2 separate regions of the Mus musculus genome follow, and region 1 is linked to region 2. Evidence: chromatin contacts called from public Hi-C data. All regions are on one chromosome and are shown on one strand. The core of a region is the stretch at or near the end of the contact, and the rest is flanking DNA. Distances in the headings are between cores, read along the strand shown. Region 1 holds the start of Hs3st3a1 (heparan sulfate (glucosamine) 3-O-sulfotransferase 3A1). Region 2 overlaps Gm12290 (predicted gene 12290).

Region 1 (2,700 bases), core at 121-2,620, 260 kb after region 2:
CAGGTATCTTGCAGGAGACAGAAATAAGGAAGCAATACGATTAGGACAAAAATGAAATATCTGGTGGTGGAAGAGATGGCTCGGCAGTAAGAGCCCTGGCTGCTCTTCTAGAGGACCTGGTACAATTCCCAGCACCCACATCTAGGCTAACAACTGTCAGGAACTCCAGTTCAAAGAGATTTAGAACTCTCCAGCTGGCACCAGGTACCCACGTGGTGCACAGACACACATGCAGGCAAAACAGCCATACACATAAAATACAAATAAATGAAAAATTGAAAACAAAACCACCACAGAGTAACAGCCAAAGAAAGCAATCAAACCTTCAACATCTCCTGAAGATTTTACTACTCACCTCCCCAGGAGCCAGCAAGGGGCAGATTTTACCTCTTTGTGACTTGCTTTGGGGGCATGGGAAGGGTATCTAGGGGTCAGGGGAAATAAGAGAAAAAGGAACCCGTTGTTTAGGGAAGGACTCTTAACTCTCAAAGAGTGAAAACACATTCACGCATGTGGGTGGTGCACATATGCAAAGTATTAAACTTTATCAACAACTGGTTATACGGATTTGGAATTGTACTTATTATTTTTTAAATATAATTTCTGTTTTGGTGTATTTATTGATCTAGTTTCTAAGGGGTTCCTTTCCAGGTCCTATGAGACTCTTCATCTTTTTAAATAAATCCAAAGGAAAAACAAGCAAGCAAGCAAACTAACAGACAGACTTGTAAGGGCCCTCAGTGGACAGGGAAGTAGAAGGCAAGTCTGTACTGAAGCTGTCTCTTTGCCCAGACAAATGGGGGCGTGGCCTGCCAAGAACTCTTGGGAACAAAACTTCAGAAGTCTCTGGGATGAGAGGGGATGGGATGGGTGGGCTGGAGAAGGGTAGGAATACAGAAGCTGGGACCAGAGGGAATCAGGAAGTGGGGATCTGGGGGTGTTAAGGCTGCTAAGGACTAAGCTGAGCTGGAGAGGTCTGAGAACCCCCAATCCGGCAAGGGGTGGACTGGCTGGGCGTTAGACTCAGGCAATCATACAGGCGCTGTCAATCTGACAGCGCCCAGAGACCTAGGGGTGGAGGAGGAGGAAGGAGGAAAGGAGAGAGGGAGTGCGAGGAAGGGGCGTCTCCTCTGTCGTCCGCGCCCTCTCCAGTGTATTGGGCGGTGCCTCGTCACCTTTTTTTTTTTTTTTTGTCCCGGTCCCACCCCTTCTGCCTCTCTAGCCCGGCCCCTGCGCCTCTGCTCTGCACCCTAGAGCGGATCCCCGCGTTGGTCTGGCCTGGGCCGTTGACGTCACCACCAAGTTTGCTGTCCTTCGCGTCCCACGTGTGGCGGTAGCGGCTGAGGAGGCTGCGGGGAGAGCCCAAGAGCACAGTGGCAGCGGTGGCTGACAGGTCCCGCACAGCGGGGCCCCTCCAAGCTGTTCCCAGCTGGGGCCCCAGAGGAGTGGGTAGACTTCCGGAGCGCTCAAGAGGCCAGAAGGCTTGAGTCCCATTCGGATAGAGGGACTAGGGGGACTTTGCTTGCTCGGTTGCTGAGACGAGCTGAGCCAGGACTCAGGGCACGCTCCTGGGCGGGCCAGGAGAGCAGAAGCTGGAAAAAGGGTCACTCGTTCTAACCGGAGCGTACACAATTCTTCGGCCCGAGAGTCCTGCGCCCGCTCCACGGGGGACTGAGCCAAGGATGTGTTATCGCTGAGCCAAGTTCCGCACCGCTCAGGACCCTGCTGAGCCGAGCACCTTCGCCACTGCCGCCGCAGAGACTCCCTTGCCGGGCGACTCTCGGAGACCCAGGGCGCGGAGCTCTGCGCAGCTAGGCTCAGGACTCGGGCGCGTTTCAGACCCAAGACCATGGTTTCTTAAGCACGGCCCCGCACCCCTTTCCTCCTCGTCGCCCGAAGCCCAGGACCCCAAGAAGGGCTCGCAGTGCTTGGTCCCTAGTTCCAGCCCCTGCTGCCGCCCAGCGGGGCAGCTCTCAGGCACGCAGGGCGGCTCAGGCGATGCGGCCGCGGGGCAGCACGCTGGCTGGCAGCGGGGATGGCGGAGCTCCCAGCACAGTCGTGGCCTAGCATGGCCCGCTCGCCGTCCGAGGTCGCCTCTGGCTAGGATGGCCCCCTCGGGTCCCACCGGCGCCCAGCCCAGCCCGGCGGAGCCACTGTCGCGCAGCATCTTCAGGAAGTTCTTGCTGATGCTCTGCTCGCTACTCACTTCCCTCTACGTCTTCTACTGCCTGGCGGAGCGCTGCCCACCCGGCTCGGGCCCCGTCGCGGGGGTCCCGGGGCGCGGCGTCCCTGCAGGACCCAGGGAACTGGCGATGTGGCCCGCGGGAGCGCCAAGGAAGCGCCTCCTGCAGCTGAGGCAACGGAGGAGGCGCGGGCGGTCGGGGCCAGGAGACAGCAGCGACCAGGAGGAGCAGAGCCCTGGGCTGGCCGCCGCACCAGGAGGCTCCGGGGCGGGAAGCAGCGTGGCCGAGGCCCAGCCGGGGACCCTGGCCTTACTTCTGGACGAGGGCAGCAAGCAGCTGCCGCAGGCCATCATCATCGGCGTGAAGAAGGGCGGCACGCGGGCGCTGCTGGAGTTCCTGCGCGTGCACCCCGACGTGCGTGCCGTGGGTGCTGAGCCCCACTTTTTTGACCGCAGCTACCACAAGGGCCTCGCCTGGTACCGGTGAGCGCGGGGACCCCCATGGGTACTTCTGAGCG
Region 2 (2,700 bases), core at 69-2,568:
AATGGAAGGACAAACAAATTCAAATGCTGGATAATTGAAGGAACCTACAAGTAAGTTAAGTGCTGTGAGGGAAAAGACAGGTAGGACTTCAGCAGAGGGACCTTGTCACGGATAGGGAAGAAACTAAATGACTCGTAGATACTCTACATCAAAGTCTAGTGTGTCAGTACACGTAAGATTCTACCAGAAAGGAAAGGTAAGTATACCACAGCTGGATGGGGTAGCACACGCCTGTAGTCCCTTCACTTGGTAGTCCGAGCAAGGGGACTTTTAAGTTCAAGGCCAGCCTCAGCTATAAAACTCAGAGTTAAATCTAGGCTGCTACAAAACAAAAACATATGTATATAAACACACACACACACACACACACACACACACACACACACACGCACATACACACACATGCATGCATACAAAGTAGCAAGTTTGGATGTGCTAATTTTTAATAATCGAGATTATTAAATTATACATTTTCAATTAATAATTGAGAAAGGGCACAAAGAGAGAAATATTCTAGTTTGCTGATTGACATTTTTAGTGGGTGGGAGAATGAGGGTAAGAAGATGTGATCCGAGGAACAAGTGCAATGACTAATCAGAGAGACATGCTGAGAGTCCCTCCGCTCAGATGTGGGCTTTTACACAATCTTCCTGCTACCACTCTAGACTGGGGTCTATAAACTATTGCTGTTTGGCCAAATCCAGCCACTGTCAAATTTCCTTCCTGGCACATGGCTTTAGCATCCCTGGAGGATGTCTCTGTGGAAGTTGTAGAACTGATGAGTTGCATAGAGACCATCTGGCTCATTAAAGTTAAATATTTACACAGTGCATCTTCACAGACAAAATATTCTAGCTCCTGGGCTAACTCTCATCTCTTCCTTCTTCCATGTCTGGTCACACTAAGTCCAGCTTCTATAGTATGTTATTTCCAGAGAATTATGCCTTCACTCTTTGGAAGTGTGAGTTAGAGGATTTTGAGTTCAAGGTCAGCCTGAGCTATAATTAATACTCAGATTTTAGCTTGGGCTGCTTCTAAGTAAAAACCATATGTATATAAACACACACACACACACACACACATACACACACACACACACATTCCTAAGAGGAGAGCAGTGACCAGGTGTGAGCAGATATAGAGAATATTCAGCAGCATATATTCAGATCTCATGTGAACTTCCATACAAGCCTCATGGCTCTAGCAGCCATTAGCTGGATTTTGTACCTCTAGGTTCTCATGGTGATGATCTTGGCGATACTAAGTGACCCCTTGGCTTGACTGCCTTCAGCTTCCCTGAGTCATTTCCCATGCATTCCTCTAACCTTGGCCTTCTGACATTTGTGGCTCAGGAATCAGGGATGCTTCTTAGCTCTGCTCATCTGGGACTTGTGTTTATGTTTCTTCCTTTTACTGTTTACTTAAGGCAACGCTGATTATCTCAGTGTTTAGAGGGAGTTCCCACAGTCTGAAGGGAGTGAAGAATCAAGTTAAACAGCACAGAACACATTGTAAATCCTCCTGGTGAAATCTGAAGGTTTGAACACACGGGTACCGACCATTGAAAATGGATCAAAGAAGCACATGAATCTATGTGAGAAAGCATCTCAGAAGATGATATCACTTCAAAAACATGACTTCTTTTCTAGGTTTTCTGTTGCAAACCACGGAATTCATTTTAGTGCATTCAACAGATGAATACGTATGGGCTAGTCTAGACACCGAAACATAAAGGCTTGGTGGTGTGTAGCTAGGAAGGGCATCCTCAAATTTGGGAGAGTATTCAAGCACAGTGCATTCATCCTACTGTGAATTTTTGGCATTTATGATGGAAGGATTTGGGAATGTCCCCCTTTCTGCTACTCCAAGAGTTAAAAATATACTTCTCAAGAGAGTGAACTGGCCTTGTGAAGCCACTTGCCATGTTACTCTTTGCTCCAAGACCCGCTATGTGCATGTCTGTCTTCTGTCATGCCTGCCAACTGGAGTCATATACCAGCAGACATGATGAGATTGTTTTTTTGTTTGTTTGTTTGTTTTTAGATTCTGTATCAGTGGTTCTCAATCTTCCTAAGGCTGCAACCCTTTGATATAGTTCTTTACATTGTGGTGACCCCCCCTCCAACCATAAAATTATTTTCATTGCTACTTCACAACTGAAATTTTGCTACTGTAAATTCACATCATAATGCAAACCTCTGTGTTTCCTGATTGTCTTAGGTGACTCCTGGGGAAAAGGTTGTGTGACCCTTAATGGAGTCACTACCCACAGGTTGAGAACCTCTGCTCTACATTTTGAGATGTAAAACTGGGCAGGAGAGGTACTGGCTTCTGAGGGAGCCAGGCCACAGCATTTTCTATGGTGAGACAAAGGTAATGTGGTAGTGTGCCTGAGGGGAGAACGACTGGACATCATCCTATTAGAAATCCAGACAGAAGAGGGAGAAAGATACAGAAAATTCAACCAGAAAAGTGATCCGCCTGGACTCGGACTGAAATGGGTGGTTATTAGCAATGTGATCTTAGGAACAAATCCAAATACTTAAGGGCAAGAGGTTATTCCAGGTATTCTAGACGGAAATGTATTTGACTCTGCAAAAGCGAGATGTTTTCATCGGAGCAAAGGAAAACCTAGGGTCACTCTGAGTGTGACTGATGGACCATCCTTGGTCTGCAGGTTGCTGCTAGGGAGTGTTCAGA

The links. A called contact is a pair of places that touch in the nucleus more often than the background predicts.
Region 1: a contact with region 2 is called in a Hi-C map of adipose-derived mesenchymal stem cells, with 2.4 times the contacts expected there. The contact joins the promoter of Hs3st3a1 here to the enhancer-like site in region 2. A contact is called at or near these places in 8 of 39 promoter capture datasets (the 3T3-L1 cell line, embryonic stem cells, frontonasal cranial neural crest and 5 more), 5 of 484 Hi-C or Micro-C datasets (adipose-derived mesenchymal stem cells, cerebral cortex, nephron progenitors and 1 more) and 3 of 115 datasets of contacts at active chromatin or transcription factors (embryonic hindbrain, embryonic midbrain and neural progenitor cells).

Annotation. Positions count from the first base shown.
Region 1 is chr11:64,433,962-64,436,661 of GRCm38.p6, forward strand. Hs3st3a1 (heparan sulfate (glucosamine) 3-O-sulfotransferase 3A1) reads left to right here and starts at 1,371. Exons shown (of 2, transcript NM_178870.5): 1 at 1,371-2,665. The coding sequence starts at 2,106. F930015N05Rik (RIKEN cDNA F930015N05 gene) reads right to left here. Exons shown (of 1, transcript NR_028445.1): 1 at 1-2,700.
Region 2 is chr11:64,178,948-64,181,647 of GRCm38.p6, forward strand. It overlaps Gm12290 (predicted gene 12290), which reads left to right. Exons shown (of 3, transcript NR_166814.1): 3 at 1,427-2,700. Among named protein-coding and RNA genes, the nearest start is that of Gm12290, 16 kb to the left of the region's middle. Within about 2 kb of position 1,319, at least 8 of the 459 cell types and tissues checked have an H3K27ac peak or open chromatin away from gene starts, as enhancers often do. A contact at or near this core is called in adipose-derived mesenchymal stem cells, where this site is marked.